4 separate regions of the Mus musculus genome follow, and all the other regions are linked to region 3. A link is a contact called in public HiChIP or PLAC-seq and Micro-C data. All regions are on one chromosome and are shown on one strand. The core of a region is the stretch at or near the end of the contact, and the rest is flanking DNA. Distances in the headings are between cores, read along the strand shown. Region 1 overlaps C2cd3 (C2 calcium-dependent domain containing 3). Region 2 overlaps Fam168a (family with sequence similarity 168, member A). Region 3 holds the start of Mrpl48 (mitochondrial ribosomal protein L48). Region 4 overlaps Fam168a (family with sequence similarity 168, member A).

The links. A called contact is a pair of places that touch in the nucleus more often than the background predicts. HiChIP or PLAC-seq counts read pairs in DNA pulled down with a chosen protein or histone mark.
Region 1: an H3K27ac HiChIP or PLAC-seq map of microglia shows a contact between it and region 3, with 5 times the contacts expected there. The contact joins the enhancer-like site here to the promoter of Mrpl48 in region 3. A contact is called at or near these places in 1 of 39 promoter capture datasets (the SN4741 cell line), 1 of 15 datasets of contacts at CTCF or cohesin (large pre-B cells), 2 of 484 Hi-C or Micro-C datasets (pre-B cells and pre-megakaryocyte-erythroid progenitors), 4 of 115 datasets of contacts at active chromatin or transcription factors (intestinal villus epithelium, large pre-B cells, memory CD8 T cells and 1 more) and 3 of 9 other capture datasets (adipose tissue, liver and pancreatic islet).
Region 2: a contact with region 3 is called in a Micro-C map of embryonic stem cells, with 3 times the contacts expected there. The contact joins the enhancer-like site here to the promoter of Mrpl48 in region 3. A contact is called at or near these places in 1 of 484 Hi-C or Micro-C datasets (embryonic stem cells), 1 of 115 datasets of contacts at active chromatin or transcription factors (bone marrow-derived macrophages) and 2 of 9 other capture datasets (adipose tissue and pancreatic islet).
Region 4: an H3K4me3 HiChIP or PLAC-seq map of forebrain shows a contact between it and region 3, with 2.7 times the contacts expected there. The contact joins the enhancer-like site here to the promoter of Mrpl48 in region 3. A contact is called at or near these places in 3 of 115 datasets of contacts at active chromatin or transcription factors (forebrain, microglia and stem cell-derived neural progenitor cells) and 2 of 9 other capture datasets (adipose tissue and embryonic stem cells).

Annotation. Positions count from the first base shown.
Region 1 is chr7:100,429,552-100,433,776 of GRCm38.p6, reverse strand. C2cd3 (C2 calcium-dependent domain containing 3) reads right to left here. Exons shown (of 33, transcript NM_001017985.3): 21 at 3,459-3,727; 22 at 2,951-3,040; 23 at 1,204-1,806. Among named protein-coding and RNA genes, the nearest start is that of Gm10603, 38 kb to the left of the region's middle. Within about 2 kb of position 2,471, at least 77 of the 459 cell types and tissues checked have an H3K27ac peak or open chromatin away from gene starts, as enhancers often do. A contact at or near this core is called in adipose tissue, microglia and pre-megakaryocyte-erythroid progenitors, where this site is marked.
Region 2 is chr7:100,721,051-100,724,804 of GRCm38.p6, reverse strand. All of the region lies in intron 1 of Fam168a (family with sequence similarity 168, member A), which reads right to left. Among named protein-coding and RNA genes, the nearest start is that of Fam168a, 16 kb to the right of the region's middle. Within about 2 kb of position 2,249, at least 43 of the 459 cell types and tissues checked have an H3K27ac peak or open chromatin away from gene starts, as enhancers often do. A contact at or near this core is called in embryonic stem cells, where this site is marked.
Region 3 is chr7:100,580,410-100,584,550 of GRCm38.p6, reverse strand. Mrpl48 (mitochondrial ribosomal protein L48) reads left to right here and starts at 1,421. Exons shown (of 8, transcript NM_198831.3): 1 at 1,421-1,561. The coding sequence starts at 1,541. It also overlaps the pseudogene Cox20b.
Region 4 is chr7:100,815,445-100,819,350 of GRCm38.p6, reverse strand. Fam168a (family with sequence similarity 168, member A) reads right to left here. Exons shown (of 9, transcript NM_001362169.1): 4 at 589-615. Among named protein-coding and RNA genes, the nearest start is that of Relt, 46 kb to the left of the region's middle. Within about 2 kb of position 2,385, at least 47 of the 459 cell types and tissues checked have an H3K27ac peak or open chromatin away from gene starts, as enhancers often do. A contact at or near this core is called in embryonic stem cells, forebrain and stem cell-derived neural progenitor cells, where this site is marked.

The DNA.
Region 1 (4,225 bases), core at 1,222-3,721, 150 kb after region 3:
GATACATGAGCCAACAAAAACACTTGGTTGGCGCCCTTCAATTCATTATAGTCACTAGACTCACTTTCTAGACAGCAAAGCTCTGACTTCTCATTCCAGAACCTATTATACGAACCTTCCACAGTTCTTGGAAGAAAGACCAAATACTTTTGCTTTGATGGAACTAGTACTCTGGGCCACTGTCCTGGCTTTATCGCAGTGCTTTGTAAACCTGTGCACCCTGACCAGATCATGTGGTTTACAGCATCTGCAATACACCTAACTACTTCATGCCTCTGTGTTCGCACACTTGTTCTTCCTGTCTGGGTGTGGTGGCGCACGCCTTTAATCCCAGCACTCTGGAGGCAGAGTCGGGTGGATGAGGTCAGCCTTAGTCTACAAAGTGAGTTCCAGGACAGCCAGGGCTACACAGAGAGACCCTGACTCAAACAAAAGCAAAAAACTTTTCTTTTCTCCTTTCCCTTGTTTCCCCCTAAATCCTTTGAAACTATCACTTCAGATGAGATTGTCCTTTAGTCAACCTCAAGTGCCATGATGAATGAATGGCACAGTCCAGTGCCCCACCGAGAACATCCTCTGTTTTAGTTCTTATGCTTCACATTGACTGTTCACAGCTGTATTCCATTAGATTAGAATATAGACACAGTCAGGCTAGGAATGAATTCTTTCTCTTATCTGATTCCCAGGGCCAAGTGCATGCCTTAAACACCAAATGAGTGTAACAGGAGTAAGCAGTGCGCTCTGCCTGTAAAACCTCACTTTTCCTTTCTGCCTCTGAACCAGTTTAGTAGCGTGTAGTTTCTTTATTTCAGCACTGGGCCAGGGTAGGGGGGAAGCTGAGATGTAGAGAGGCTATGTTTTCTCTCTGAAGACTGATTCTTCCCTTTCCCCACAGGGATCCCAGGATGGTGTGCCCTGTTATTTTACCAGCTCTAAGAGGTGCTCACCAGGAAAGATGAATGTCCTGAGAAGCACCAGGGAAAAGACTATCCGTGGAAGGCGTTCTTCCCAACGCACCCTCAGTGATCACACAGGCTCTGACACACCTGTCAGAGTGAGTCAAGGAGATTCACCCAAGCTCACTGTGCACACATTAACTAAGTGCTACAACACCTTAGGAACCACATTACATGTACAAATCCGATGCATTTATGTACAGAGAAGGTGCTCAAACAGAGCTAACCCTGAGTTAGCTTCACTCACCACTGATAGTCAGTGTCCTTGGAGATTTTTCCCCAAGTCTGGACAGGTCTACATAGGCTGAGCCAATCCAGCTGTCAGTCTGGTGTGGCCTCTCTAAATTGTCGTTGCCATAGGCTCGCCACACTTGGATCTCTAACTTCTCTTCCCTGAAGTACCAAAGCAGGGACTGGCTCCTAGTGACTTCTGCTCTTTTGGATGCCTTGAAAGTAATCAGGACCTGGTTTTTGTTTGTAGACTCCTTAGGTTTCCTGAGAGGAGTCCAAAAGGCTTCTTGATTGTACAGCTTGTAGCGAAGGTAGCAATATGTATTCTTATGAATGTTCATATGACCAGCAAGCAGCACACAGTGGATAGGAAGCCAGAGCCTTGGGGTAGAGATGGTGACAGTGGCTGGCACCTCTTCTTCTTTCTTGACAAGATCCTTTGGGATGCTCTCAAAGCTCCAGCCCAGCAGCTCAGCAGCTTCCAGTACCCTCTCTCTATCTCCCGGATGTGCGAAGGAAACAGAAAGCTCCAAGCCTCCTACAATCTTCTGCATCAAGTCCAGGTCCTGAGGCAGGCCTTTGTCTTCTGGTAAAATGACAGGATACCATCCTGTGATCCCTTATGGGGAAAAGGAAAGAGCTTCAATCACTGTCTCCAAAGAGAAAACACACCGCCTCTTTACATCTGATTCCCCACTACCCTGGCCCAGTGCTGAATAGAAAACACCCATGCCGGGAAGTGGTGGCTCACGCCGTTAATCCCAGTACTTGGGAGGCAGAGGCAGGCAGATTTCTGAGTTCGAGGCCAGCCTGGACTATAGAGTGAGTTCCAGGACAGCCAGGGCTACACAGAGAAACCCTGCCTCAAAAAAAACAAAAAACAAAAAACCCAAACAAACAAACAACAACAACAAAAACAACAAAGAAAAAGAAAGAAAGAAAGAAAGAAAGAAAGAAAGGAAGAAAGAAAGAAAGAAAACATACCCACGCTGGGTTGGGAGCCTGCGTTCCTCTGACCACTGAGACCCAGTGAGATTAGACAGGAAGGACAAGGCTAGAAATTGGAAGATTTGAGTTCTTTCCTTGGTTTAGACTCCAAACTAGTGGTTTGTTCTGGATAAGTCATTAATCTCCCATAGTGATCTTATTTACTCAAGTTGGTCGATTGCTAAATGAAACAATGGCTGAGGAAGTGCTTTGAAGGGAAGTGCTATAGAATCTGAAACACTGCCCTGGTATTGTGAGTGCAAAGGAAAGGGAATGGAGCAAGAAGCTGTATCCTGGGCCCAGTGCCAGGCCGGGCCTGTTTGTTCAGGCCTCTACGCAGTTATCTTTATTCTACTGTAGTGGAGAACAGAGAGGCAAAGGAATGGGTAAATGATGACTACACTGCAAATTGTGAAAACGCAAACGCAATAGCAATGTGGTTCTGGCCAATTAGCTTCTTTGAGATCATCTGGTCTGCCAAATGGAAACAGTGCTTCTTTATCCTGCTGGAAGTTTACTGTAAGGTCAAACAAAGCCCAAGGAACGATGTTACATCATGCCATATATGCAGAAGTACTGCTACTGTCTTCTCAACATGGCACCAGTTTTCCTAAAGTAGGGTGAGTATGACCTCTGACATTGGGACAGTTTTTACCATGCCTGAGAGAACTGTGAGGTACCTGGGTGAGTTCATAGCATGTGTTAGGGGACAGAATTCCTTGTGTATTTTGCAATGGGAGCTAGACAGGATTACCTCATCATGACAACATCCTTACCAGATCTTTTGACCAGCAGATCTTTCGTTGGAACCTTTACTATTCCAAGCAGATAATCCTTGCACGACTGGATACTGGTTATATCACTGACTGTTGAGTGAAGCAAAAATGAGGAGTTACTGGTGGGCACTGAGGCCTCTCTGTTTACAGTAGACTCCTAGAACATTTCAGCTCTACACATATATCAGGGCTGAGACAATGCATTAGGGATTCTCCTGTTCCCATGCTAGTCAGAGTCTGAAGGTCTTTCAGGCTGTTAATCACACCTTCCTTTTGCAGGCACACGGGAAAGTGCACAAACCTCCTGAGCACAGAACCACTCTCACTCACACTCATGCACTAACATCTGAACACTCTTTCATGAACATGTCACGTCTTACTTTTGCTCTGGCCTTTGGAAGTTGTAAAGATTATAACTCCTACTTCTCAAGTTTTCAAGTATTGCCTAGGAAGGAATATGCCATCCGAAAGAGAGCCTTATGTCGTTCTGAAGGCATTTGCTGCTTACCTGATTTGGTATTTTCATGATAGATAGCAAAAATAATTTCTGCAAACTCCAACAGCTCTGCCAGGAAGCAGGCTTCTCCACTACAGTGCTGAGTCACCAGGTTACACGGGAACTCAATGTGGTGGGAGAACTCAGGGCAGAAGGAGCAGGCCACAGGGCGGGTTTGGCGCTGCTCCCCCTTGGGCAGAAATGAGAGATGGGCGGTGACAGAAGCATTGACTCCAACGGTGGCGCTAAACTGTAAAGCGGGTTCCTGCTCAGCCAACGCCCTGTAGGGGACAAAAGGAGATGAGAAGAAGTTACCCCGACACATTAGAAATCTGCTTGCGTGCCCAGGAATTATCTCTGCTAGTCCCACACCATCCTGAGCATGCTTAGCAACAGCTCTCTATCGAGGCTTTTGGCAGTGCCGTAATGTGCTTTCTTAGCAACCTAGATCTGACTGCACATTTACATGGACGTTCAGGGGGTAAAAAGCTGGAAGAAAATATTAAAACTTGTTATTATATATACTAAAGCTTATCTGTAGGACACTTTTCATAATGTATTTAGCATATTAATATAGATGTACCTGAAGATAATTTATACATAAAAAAGCACACCCCAACTTGAAACTATGCTAACTTTTAAATTAAAATGCTCAGTTAAAACTGGGATACCACTGCTACTAAAAATGGGAAACTCAAAAGTTTTAATGTAGGGAGTAACCTGATTAAAAACTACCCTGAGGTGCTGGATATAAGGTTACCCTGTCACTATAATAAAGT
Region 2 (3,754 bases), core at 1,000-3,499, 140 kb before region 3:
TCAGATTCCAGTGCCCATGTAAAACCGGCATGCAATACCCATTTGTAACTGAAGAGTGTCAGGGTGCAAAGAAAGGTAGATCCTGGGGTGGTCACAAGACCACCAGCCTAGCTGGAACAAGGAGCTCCAGATTTAGTGAAAAGCCCTGTCTCAAAAGTCTATTAGAAACTTGAATATATCTTCAGGTGTGTCACACTGTAACTGAAAATCTAGCCTGAATGTTGAATTTGGTAAACAGCCTGTCAGCAATTGTCTGGGATACCTTAATTTAGTTACTTCTCTGAACTAAATTTTTCTTCTCCTCCTTACAGTTTTTGCATAGGTAAAATGGAAACAATACAGACAACCTCTCAGGATTCCCATTGAATTTAGAGATAAAATATGTGAAGATAATACATGTGAACCACCCAGGATAATGTCTAGCACATGGTAGCTATAGTCCTCTCTTGCCCCTGTGAATTTTCCCAGCCAAAGTACACAGCTGAAAATTTAAAGCACAATATTCTAAATACAAAATAGATTGTTTGGTATTATGGAAAATAAATATTTAGGTGATTTAAACTTTTAATTTCCATCAGATATTCTGGCTTGGTGTAGCGAGTGCTTAATTTTAATCAGATAATCAAAATCAGCCTGCCTTGAATGGCTAAGCCAACCCTCTCCGTCTCCGTCTTTGAAGGTTCTCTGGGTACCTAGTAACCACCAGGCAGCCCCAAAGTAAAGAAAATTGGTTCTGCCTTGGGCTAATTACCCAACCAGCCTGAACAATCTGGAATAAAGGGAATTGTCAGCTAGAATGTTAGTGAAATTATCCACAACAGGAGACCGGAGAATCCAAATACCACCAGGCAGTTATTTCCATGAGAATAAAATCACAATTTATGAGCCCTGCAAATTATACCATTATTAAAACAAACATCCCATTGAAGCTACAGCTATCAGATAAATGGCTTTATTGTCCCCATTGTTTCATCCACTGCCACAAAGAGGTGCAAACTGAATGAGCAGTTACCAGAAGCAGTAATTTCTAGGAAATTACAACGCAGACTCCATGTTAAAGCTCCTTTGTGCCGAGTGTACATGCTCCAGGGGGAAAGGTGAAATGAAGAAGCAACTGCTCCTCACCTGCCAACAAACTGGAAACCCTACAGCCAGGCAGGAAGAATTCGCCAGTTTCCCCGGCTTTGTTTCCCCTCTCAGCAGGTCATTCGCCAGGCCTGCTTGGGTGAACAGAGCAAATCACTCTATTCACTAGGAAACCTTTACAATCCTCCAACCCAAATAAACGCAGAAGAGACAAGAAAACGGCCCTGGCGTCCTTGGCTCACCACAACACAAAGTACCTCAAGCTGGAGCACTAAGAAAATCCCTTTACACTGTTAGCATCACGTACATCAAACTGTACCCCCAGACTTAGATAAGTGACCTGAGACGTATTACTGAATCCTATGCACATGTGCATCAAGGAAGGGACAAGGCAAAGATAACGACTCACTGAATGCACAGATACCAATTTTGGAAGTGGAAGGAATGCAATTAGCATTTGCTATATGGCAACCACAGCACCCAGCAGTCTTACTTTTCAAAACCCTGAGGTAGAACAGATATATCCAAAGGTAAGAATTTAGACTCAGAAAAACAAACTCACTTACCCAAAAATCACAGAGCTTCTAAAACTAAGATCTGAGGTTAAATAAATATTCTCTGATTTTAAAATTATAAATACTCTTCGAAACAGGGTTTCTCTGTGTGTAGCCCTGGCTGTCCTGGAACTCACTCTGTGGACCAGGCTGGCCTCGAATTCACAGAGATCAGCTTGCCTCTGCTTCCTGAGTGCTGGTTCTAAGTTATATGCCACCATTTACTGCCCAAGAGTATTCCTTCCTTTTGATTGAACTCGTGAATTATAGAAGGCCCAGCCCACTATAAAAGGAGCTTGCCCTCTCCTCACTCTCCTACTTCTTATTCTCTTGCTCCCTTGCTCTCCCTCTCTATGTCTTCTCTTCTCCCCTCTCTCCATGTGGCCATGGCCGGCCTCTACTCCTCCACTCTCTGCCTTTCTACAAGAAACACCTTAAAACCATGGACTATCATCGGGATCCGCCATGCTGGAGCAATGGAGCAGGTTTTCCTCTAAAGAGGAGTGCATCTAACCTCCTGTCAGAGGCCTCCCTGAGCTCCTGCCACAGCCACCACCAACCTAAGCTACCCTCAGAGCAAACCGCCTGAGCTAGCCAGTCTCTCTCTCCTCCCTGCAGTAACCTGCCAGAGCTCTCCTCCCTGCCCTTTTTCCTTTGGCCGTGGGCCAGAGTCTGCCCCAGGGTCTCCACTTTGTTCTCAGCATTTCTGTGACATACAGTGGCATATGGGATGTGTGAGAGTGAGAACCTGCCATCCCGGGCCTCCGTGCAGCCCAGGGACCCCAGAACCTGCCCAGCAGTCTGTAGTGCCCAAGAGTCAGAGTGAGTGAAGCCCAACTCCAGCAGTTCTGCGGAGACCCCAGGCTGTGCCCTTTCCTCGCTCCTGGAGTGGGATCCCATGGCTTCTCACAGTTCACTGCCAGTCTGGGGGGGGGGGGGGGGGGACCACGGTGCAGTCAGACTTCCCAAGTTCCGCCTTGCCCAGGGGCCCTAGCCCCGAGCGGACTCAGGAATCCATTTTTTTTGCCCCACATCTTGGGCGTCTAGGCAATGGAAAGGGCACCGGAAAGCCTCACAGGGCGTCAAGCTACCTAAATTTAAACTTTCCTGCTTCAGAAACACTAAAGTTGGTTCACAAGGCAACATGAGCTCAAGGCAAAGCTCTATAACCCTCAGTGTCCTTTGGCCACCAAAGGAAAGCATGAAATCGTAATCCTGGCTCCCGGGGCTTGAGAGTCTCCTGGATGTTAAGCCCCATGCCAGTTCTCAGTGTACACTCTCCCTAGGATTTCTCAGTAGTGTGTGATGAGTGGTAGCATCCTCATTTTACAAATAAACTAAGACTGAGAGATAAAGTAACTATAGACCACTGTTAAAACTGTGGTATCAGAAAACACATCTGCAGCTGCTTGACTTGGAGGCAGAACTAACGGGAAGGATTTTAAAGAAACACCAAGAAAGTTTAGGAGATGGTAAACATACTCACCGTCACAACTGTAGTGGTGGTTTGCCATGGGCATAACCAGATGGCAAAATTTAGCACACTACATAATTTATGTTATTTCTTGCATATCAGCTTTATCTCAGTGAAGCTGTTTAAAGGCAAACACACTCACACACAAACACCATGTACAGACACACAACCATAGCACATTTGCTTTTTGACTAACCACTGACCATCATGTTATAGCATTAGCCTTGAAATTCTGTCTGATTACCCATATGGCAAGTCAATGAACTATTTCCTTAACCAATATAATTTCTAGTTTATATTAATAATATATCACTGAAAGTTTTAAGTACTTATGAATAACAAGTATTTTTCTAAACAGTAAGTTTTAGAATACATTTTCATATAAATGTAATGTTAATTATAAAATGTGACTTGGGCCGGGTGGTGGTGGCACACACCTTTAATCCCTCTCAGGAGGCAGAGGCAGGTGGATTTCTGAGTTCGAGGCCAGCCTGGTCTACAAAGTGAGTTCCAGGACAGCCAGGGCTACACAGAGAAACCCTGTCTCGAGAAAAAAAAAAAAAAAAAAAAAAAAAGATTGTGATTTGGTAAAGGAATAAAAAGTAGAGGCATTTATATCACACAAACCTGGAAATGAACT
Region 3 (4,141 bases), core at 172-2,671:
TATTTCACCCAATGCTGACTTTATTGTATGCCTCAGGTACTCCCTCTGTACACAGAGTTTATATGCCTATCTTGGTGACATGAATTTCTTATTGCTCTGTAATGATTTAAATGTGCCATTTAAGGGCAGGAACCACAAGCTATTCATTTTTGTGTTCCCAGGATTCCATCAAAGGACTGGCAAAAGGTATTGCTAATTAAATAGTTGGTAGCTGAGTGTAGTGGCCTAAGCTTGTTATCAAAGCACCTTGGAGGCAAATACAAATTCAGAGCCAGCCTGGTCTACCCTGAGAGACCTTTGTCTGTAAAATCGAGCAGTTTCTCTCCGGGAGGCTTGTGAGGAATAAAGCGAGCTACTGAATATGCCAGCAAGATTTTGATGAAGGGACCCTGGTCTCATATGAGGCTATGTCAGTGCCTGGCAAATACAGAAGTGGATACTCACAGTCATCTATACGATGGAACACAGGGCCCCCAATGAAGAAGCTAGAGAAAGCACCCAAGGAGCTGAAGGTCTGCAACCTTATAGGTGGAACAACAATATGAACTGACCAGTACCCTCAGAGCTCGTGTCTCTAGCTGCATATGTAGCAGAAGATGACCTAGTTGACCATCACTGGGAAGAGAGGTCCTTTGGTATTGCAAACTTTATATGCCCTAGTACAGGGGAATGCCAGGGCCAAGAAGTGGGAGTGGGTGGGTAGGGGAGCAGGTCGGGGAGAGGGTATAGGGAACTTTCAGGATAGATTTGAAATTTGAAATGTATATAAAGAAAATATCTAATAAAAAAAAAAAAAGAAGAAGAAGAAGAAGCCAGGCTTGGTGGTGCATGCCTTTAATCCCAGCACTTGGGAGGCAGAGGCAGGCTGATTTCTGAGTTCGAGGCCAGCCTGGTCTACAAAGTGAGTTCCAGGACAGCCAGGGCTACAGAGAAACCCTGTCTCAAAAAACCAAACCAAAACAAACAAACAAGCAAACAAAAACAAAAAAAGAAAAAAAAAACTGTGAGCTACTGAACGAAAAGTATTGCACATCATGGCCTCTCAATAAAAGATAATTATTCTTAATTACTATGAGGATATGGAACGCTAGGAAAGTTCACCTGGGGTTAATCAGCTCCAAAGTCGAGGTAACAAGTCAAGATTTGCATACGAGACGCTGGAATAAATTAACCAGACAGGATCTGTGTCCTAAAGGAATTCAATCAAAATAGAGAAGAGAGACATTAAATAATATGTAGTCTCATAGGTGAGATACCAAAATTATGTGAAAAGCACTCGGTAACAAAGACGGCAATCCATACTGCCCAGAGAAATCACAGGGAAGGTGACAGGAGCTGGGGTGAGGGTGGAATCTGGGGAGAGTTTTATCCCTTGGGTTTTAAAAACTTCCGGAACCAAGATGCTGCGTGAGCAGAAAGCGTCTCGGTAGGATTTGGTGGACGGACGTGATGAAGACCTTTCCGGCCCTGTTTCCAGACGCCTGGGGTCGTGATTGCTAGGGTGGATCTTCGGTTTGCTCAGAAGCCGCTGTGGTCGAGAATGAGCGGAACCCTGGGAAAGGTAACGCAGATTCCACGCACGTAGGGAGCTGAGGAAAGCGGAAGGGAAAGCAGAGCTGGAAGGTGTTTGCGTGCGGACGTTTAGGCCTAGGACTCTGCGAACAGGCCTTTCCCAGCAGTCCCTGCGGCGCCTCACTGTCAATTCTTTCCCCGGCCCAGGGCGAGCTTGCCAGTCTCGTGCCACGCCCCCTCCACTTGTCACCCTCGCTGCCTCGTGCCTAGGAAAGGGAGAGTCCCCACACACGGAATATCGTCCCCTTAAATTGTCTGACCTTGGGCAGGTCATCTACTTTTTACATTTAATCATCTTTTAAGAGAATCCTCGCTGAAGTGGTTGGGATGTGAATGAAGTTACTCGGTGATAAGAGGAATACAATAATGATAAATTACACTTTTGCTTACAAAATCTTATTTGAGAGCATTTCATAAAACCGAGCGAACCAACCATTTCGTTTTGTTACTCTTGGCTTCCAAAATATTAAGAGACTATTGCAGAACCAGGTGAGCCTTCTTTCCTTTTATGAGACGAGGTCTCATCATGTAGCCCAGACTGCTCATGACACAAGTCTCCTGCATCAGTTCCCCCCAGTGCTTGGATAACAAGTACGCATCACTACCCCAAGCCACACTACCATTCTTAAATCTGGTCCTTGTTTTTCTCTTCCCTTAACAAAGTTACCAGATCTCAGTTGGTCTTTTCCACTTGTGTCATATTGCTTAGGTTGTTGTTGTTCCTGTTCTCTTCGTATTGGGGTTTTATTCCAGGCATTAATTATAGAGACTTTATCACCATAATGTATGTATAAATCAATATGGTCATTGCCATTTTTGGATGTGGGACTACCCTTGAATGTCTCTAAATTTGAGTTTCTCATCCCATCCTTCATGAAGGGACCCACTAGTTCTCTTTAGCCAATTTGTGATAACAGGTCTGCTGCAAAGATAATAGAAATAAACTTCAACATTCCATTCTATTCTCTGGTTCTATTTATCTTCTTTCCAAGGAAGGAAGAGAAGATCAGTATGCAAGGAATATAATTTGCAATAGTGCAGAAGAATCCATGGAAACCTGGCACTAAGGCCATCATCTAACAAAGCCAGGAATTGGGGTAGTGTCTTTAATCATAGAACTTGGGAGGCAGAGGTAGGAGGATCAGGAGTTCAAGGACAGCTGTGATTATAGATTTAGTTTGAAGCCAACCAACCTAAGCTACTTGAAACCTGACCTCAAAAAGTAAAAGAAAAAGAAAAACAAGCCCAAAAGTATAATAGAGGATACTGCAAATAGGAATGGGTGTTTTGTAAGGGATGAAGGATGGTGCTAATAAGAATGTTGGTATTTTGTAGTCATTTGTTTAGTTTTATTTGCTCTTCACATATTATTATTAAGCAGTCCTAGCTGACAGAAAAGGTGTGGAAATTCAAATGTCAGTAGTTATAAAATCTGTGTTCCTAATAACCTTCATGAAGATAGATTTTGAGAGTCGATACAGTCATAGTAGAAGAATGCTGCCAAAGGAAACACTAGAAACAAGATCAACTTTTATGAGAACTTAGAAAAAAGACTTGAAAGCATTGATTTTTGTATTCAAATACTTGAGGCATTAGCTCTAGTACCGACTGAGGACAGTGAGGATAACGTGAAGCTTCTGGGATTCCACTTTGGTGCCTCTTCATCTCTTCCTTCTCTTTTGAATTTGACTACTTTGTTTCCTTTCATTGAGATAGTATTTCACTTTTTTTGAAGGCTGACCTTGAACTTGTAGGTTCTAGTGATTCTCCTACTGCTGTCCCTTAAGTAGCTCAGTCTACAGGTATTTGTCATTTCATCCAGTTCAATTTGAACTTTCTGATGCATGAATCTAAGCAAGGGCTGATTTTCTCAGGGATCTTTCGTGAAAGGTGGTGCAGTGGTTAGGAACACTTGCAACTCTTCTAGCTACAGGTTAGCAGCTGTATGTAACTTCAGCTCCAGGACACTCCAAGCTCTCTTCTGGCCTTCATGGGAAGTGCACTCATTTGGCACACACATCAATAAAAATAATAAATAAATAAATGTAAAACAGAAAAAAAAAGAAAAGAAAAGAAAAGAAAAGAAAAGAAAAGAAATACCCCTTGTAAGAACTGGAATCCATGTCTCAGGGTATCATTTTAGCCCGGGAAAGAGCCTAAGAGCCACCCTGTAATACTAGAACTTGCTTTGCATCAAGAGGGTTTGCTAGAGGAAAGAAATGTGGGATCACTTGTTAGCTGTCAATAGTAGACTTTTCCTTTTTTTTTTTTTTTTTTTTTTAAACAGTTCACACATTTAAGTTTTTTAATCTATGGTTGATTCACAAGTTGCTTGGGTTTTAAAGCTGATTGAAGTTGCTTAGCTGCTGTTATTGGTCTTCATTTTTCTTTCAGGATCAAGATGGGTGCTTTCATATAAAATCTTATTTTTTTATTCCTTCTCTGGCAATTCTTTCCTGGATCCTCTGCTTAGCAAAATTATACCTACAGTGGAACCAGCATCCTAAAGTCACCAGGATAAATCCTCCTACTCCAACATCACGTGATCTTCTAATTCTATGGTCACCAA
Region 4 (3,906 bases), core at 1,136-3,635, 230 kb before region 3:
CTGGAGTCCACACTGCCCAGAGAACTCAACTTGGATCCCTCACCCACTGGCACACTTGGCTCGTAACTTTCATCATCCAGAAAAATACTCCAAAAGTGAGGCCAGAGCTCAAGATCTGGATGAAGGCAACAGACTGTATCTAAAGTCAACCAGGTCTTCAAACATGTCAGACTGCTAATGGCAATAGAAAATCTGATCCTGGGGCCATCGGACTGGTGTTTTAGGGTCTAATAGGCACAATCAAGGGGCTCCTCGGAGCCTACCATTAAGCTAACAGAGGAACCACACACAGGTCTTAGAATTTTCCTTCATTTGTTTGAATCAGGCAGCCAGGTTAGGGTGTGAAACGCCTTTTAGTGCCATGATCCTTCATTGCTGCCCTATGGGAATGGTTCATGTGTGTCTCCAACCCATGATTTTGCACCATCAGACATGTTCCTGCATGCTATAGGAACTGCTGCTAGGCCACCTGGGGGAGCCCAAGCCTAGGAGATGGGATTTGGGGAGGAAAGGAAAGGGAATCTACCATTGTTACAAGATAACACATTCATAGGTCATAATACAGATGAGGAAAAATAGCTCTCCTACCATAAGCTGAATGCAGGAACTGAAACTCTGTTGGATAGAAACGTTAGTTGAAATTACCACTAAGAATCTTTGCAAAGTTGTACATACTGCAGTTCTACAACAGACCTGTTTCACGATAGCAGTTCCCCAGGCTGCATAAGAGGCAGACTGTGGAGGACAGGAAGGACCCCCCCTGGAAAGGGTGACAGACTTGCCATCCAGGAAAGTTTATTTGTTGCAGAGAAACCTCTCTGAATGCTGCAGGATCTCCCAGAGAAGTGACCCAAAATTGCCTGCATATGAACAGGAGTAAGGTCGTGCTCTCTGCTTGTCTATATTAAGACTATTTCAATTCTCCCAAGAACTGTGGAGGGATTTCAGGCATGATGAAGGCTTTACAATGAAGAAAAAAATGAAGGCTCAGGAGATATGACCACCATAGATAGGCCTCTCAAAGAACTAGGTCCAACGTAGAGACACTCCATCTAGGACAGTGTTGTGCCGTAGAAGGAACACAGGCTATGGGGTCAGACAAATGGGTTTGAATCTCAGATACATGGCATTTTAAATTTAATTTTGAAGGTTATTTAATCCTCTCTGAGTTAAACTGGAGGCAAGAAACTCTAGCTAACAAGACAAAGGTAAAAAGGTACACTTGTAACTTGCCTTGCATAGAGATTTTTCTCTACTTTCTCCCAGGTTTGTAATTTGGGAAAACCTCATATATACTTCATATAGTTTAACTCTAATGAGACAGAGATGAGAACATGCTTCTTATGAGAGAGTTTGGACATTACTTTCCTATTTAGTCTTCTTTCATTTTCAAGTTACATTATCAGGAATATGTTAAACCCTTTGTTCCCTGGATTCTGAAAAAGATCTCTTGGCTAGCTCTTGCCTCCTGTGAGGCTAAATACCTAAATATGATCCCTAAAATTGGTAAACACTTAGGAAGAAGCCAATAAAAGGCAGGTAGTCCACTGCTTTTCAGAACCAATGAAAGAGCGAGCTTTCCTCTGTATCCTAGGCAGATGTATCTAAGGAGCACAAAGGCTGCTAAAAATAGGGTCTCTCCAAGCAATTGCTTGGTCTCCTTGAAGTAAGGAAGAAAATTTAAACCCAAGTGCCTGGCTCCTTGCAGGCACCGCCCTGCATTCCAAATGACCAGCTCTGGCAAGAAGCTGAGAATCACCTATACTGTTCCCTCTGACCTTGAGCCTCTATGACAGGAATTTCCCTGTAACAGTCAGACCTAGGATGGTAGAGGTAAGCAACACACAATATGAAACACACGCAGCTCTCAGTGTGTGTGCATGAGCATGTGTGTGTCTCAAATGTCACACAAACATTTGAAACGGTTAATTCCAGTTTGGTACCTCTTCTTCCCCTACCCCCTTCCTTCCTGTTTTTTGTTTGCTTCTTTGAGACAGGCTCTCCCATGGGGTACAAGACAATCTTTAACTCTTGTGTAGCTAAGGATGACCTTGAACTCTGATCTTCCTGTTTCTACCTCCAAGGTGCAGAGATAATAGGTATGCCTGGCCAGTGTGGGGCTTTCTAACACAACACTCCAGTACTATCCCTTGTTGTGGATTTGGGTTTCTGAGTAAATGGTCTAGCTTTAATCATAGCTTACAAGTGTCTTGACTTTTTAAAGCACTAATCCTTAGGTAGAGACTTCCTTTTTATTTTAGTATTGAAATGTAATATTCCACACACAGCAGCACCTTTCCAGACTCGCCATGTTTTTAACAGTCTCAGACTCCTCTCTGAACTGCCTTCTTCTCCAGCCCGGCTGCTCCCGTCTAACACTTCAGTGTCTGCCCACTGTCTCAGCAATGACAGGCGGCTAAGAGTTCTGGTGCAGCGGCAGGATGCCAGAATGCAGATCTAGCTGCTGAATTTCAATAAGTTTCTTCTTTCCCAATTGGAAATTGGGAAAAACAAAGTACTCAGTTTGTTGTACTATAAAACAAGTTAACATCTATAAAGAGTTTCAAATTGTTGTTGACACAAATGAAACATTGAATTAATCGAAGTTTTGGTTTTTTGTTTTGTTTTGAAACAGGGTCTCAATTATGTACCCCTGGCTGACCACGAACTCATGGAGATCCACCTGCCTCAGTCTCACAAATGCCAGGATTAAAGGCATGCACTACCATCCCTGGACTAATAGCAGTATTTTATTCCTTGTTCTGCCAGCTACTTGCCAAACTGATCCTTAAATAATCCTAAAATCTCTTCCCACAAGTGCCAAATACTCTTGAGAAGGTAGCTTGCTGTTAGAGGGTCCCCTTCAGCTACCTCTAGTGCTAGTCCTGAGCCGCTCTGCACTGCAGGCATTCCACCTCCTGTCACTCAACTTCCCAAAAGAAGAAAGAAGACGAACATCAGAGTCCTTGTTGCCATGGCAGCTGCTGGGAGGCCTAGCTCCATGTGACTCTGGCATCTCTGACTGGTCTTGTCTCGCCCCCCCCACCAGTGCACACGGAATCCCACTCTCACCCGGATGCCCCTTCACCTGCACATTCCTTCTTCACTGTGCCTTTGGTTTTCTTTTTTTTTAGCTGAGTCTCTGGAAAGCATGCTACCATGCTATCCATTGCTCTCATTTCTCTGTGTCACTACACACTGCTTCCCAGGATCCCCACCTCCCTGACTACAGCCAGTGAGGTCACCAGGATTCCTGACTATGACGACAATAACTTTTCTGTATTCATGACCTCACCGGAAAGTCTGCCACAACTCACCTCCTTCTATTTTCGGCTGGTGACAAAGCCCATTCACAGATTTCACAGTACTTGGATTGAAATCACTTATGTACTGTGACATTTCATAATGTTCTCTTAGTTTTTAAGATAAAATGTTTTTATCAGATAATTAGTGTAGTTTTTATACTGTTGCTGCTCATTATTACAGATTTGTGGCAGTAGAATAACGTATCTTACTGATTAAAGGAAACAGACATTAGTCCACATGCCACTGTTCTCATTAACTCTTTTGGGACAGTAATGGCGGCTTCTTCAAGGGAGCATCACCTACATACAGTACCTTCTAGAGTGAGTAAGGCTTGTATAAACTATTTAATACAGACCATATAAACATCTCTTATGGTGGTTAATTTGGCTGACTTAAGAAACATCTAGAAACCTGATAACACACATATCTAGGTGCATATGTAAGGATGTTTCTAGAGATGACTGGGTCACGAGAGCTCTGACCTAATGAATCATTTAATCCACTTATGCATTCCACATTGGAGTAGATTATGAGGATGTGGTTGAAAAAGCGCCCTATGTGGATGGAGGAAGCAGGTCATGGGTGTGCCCTTCAGGGCTG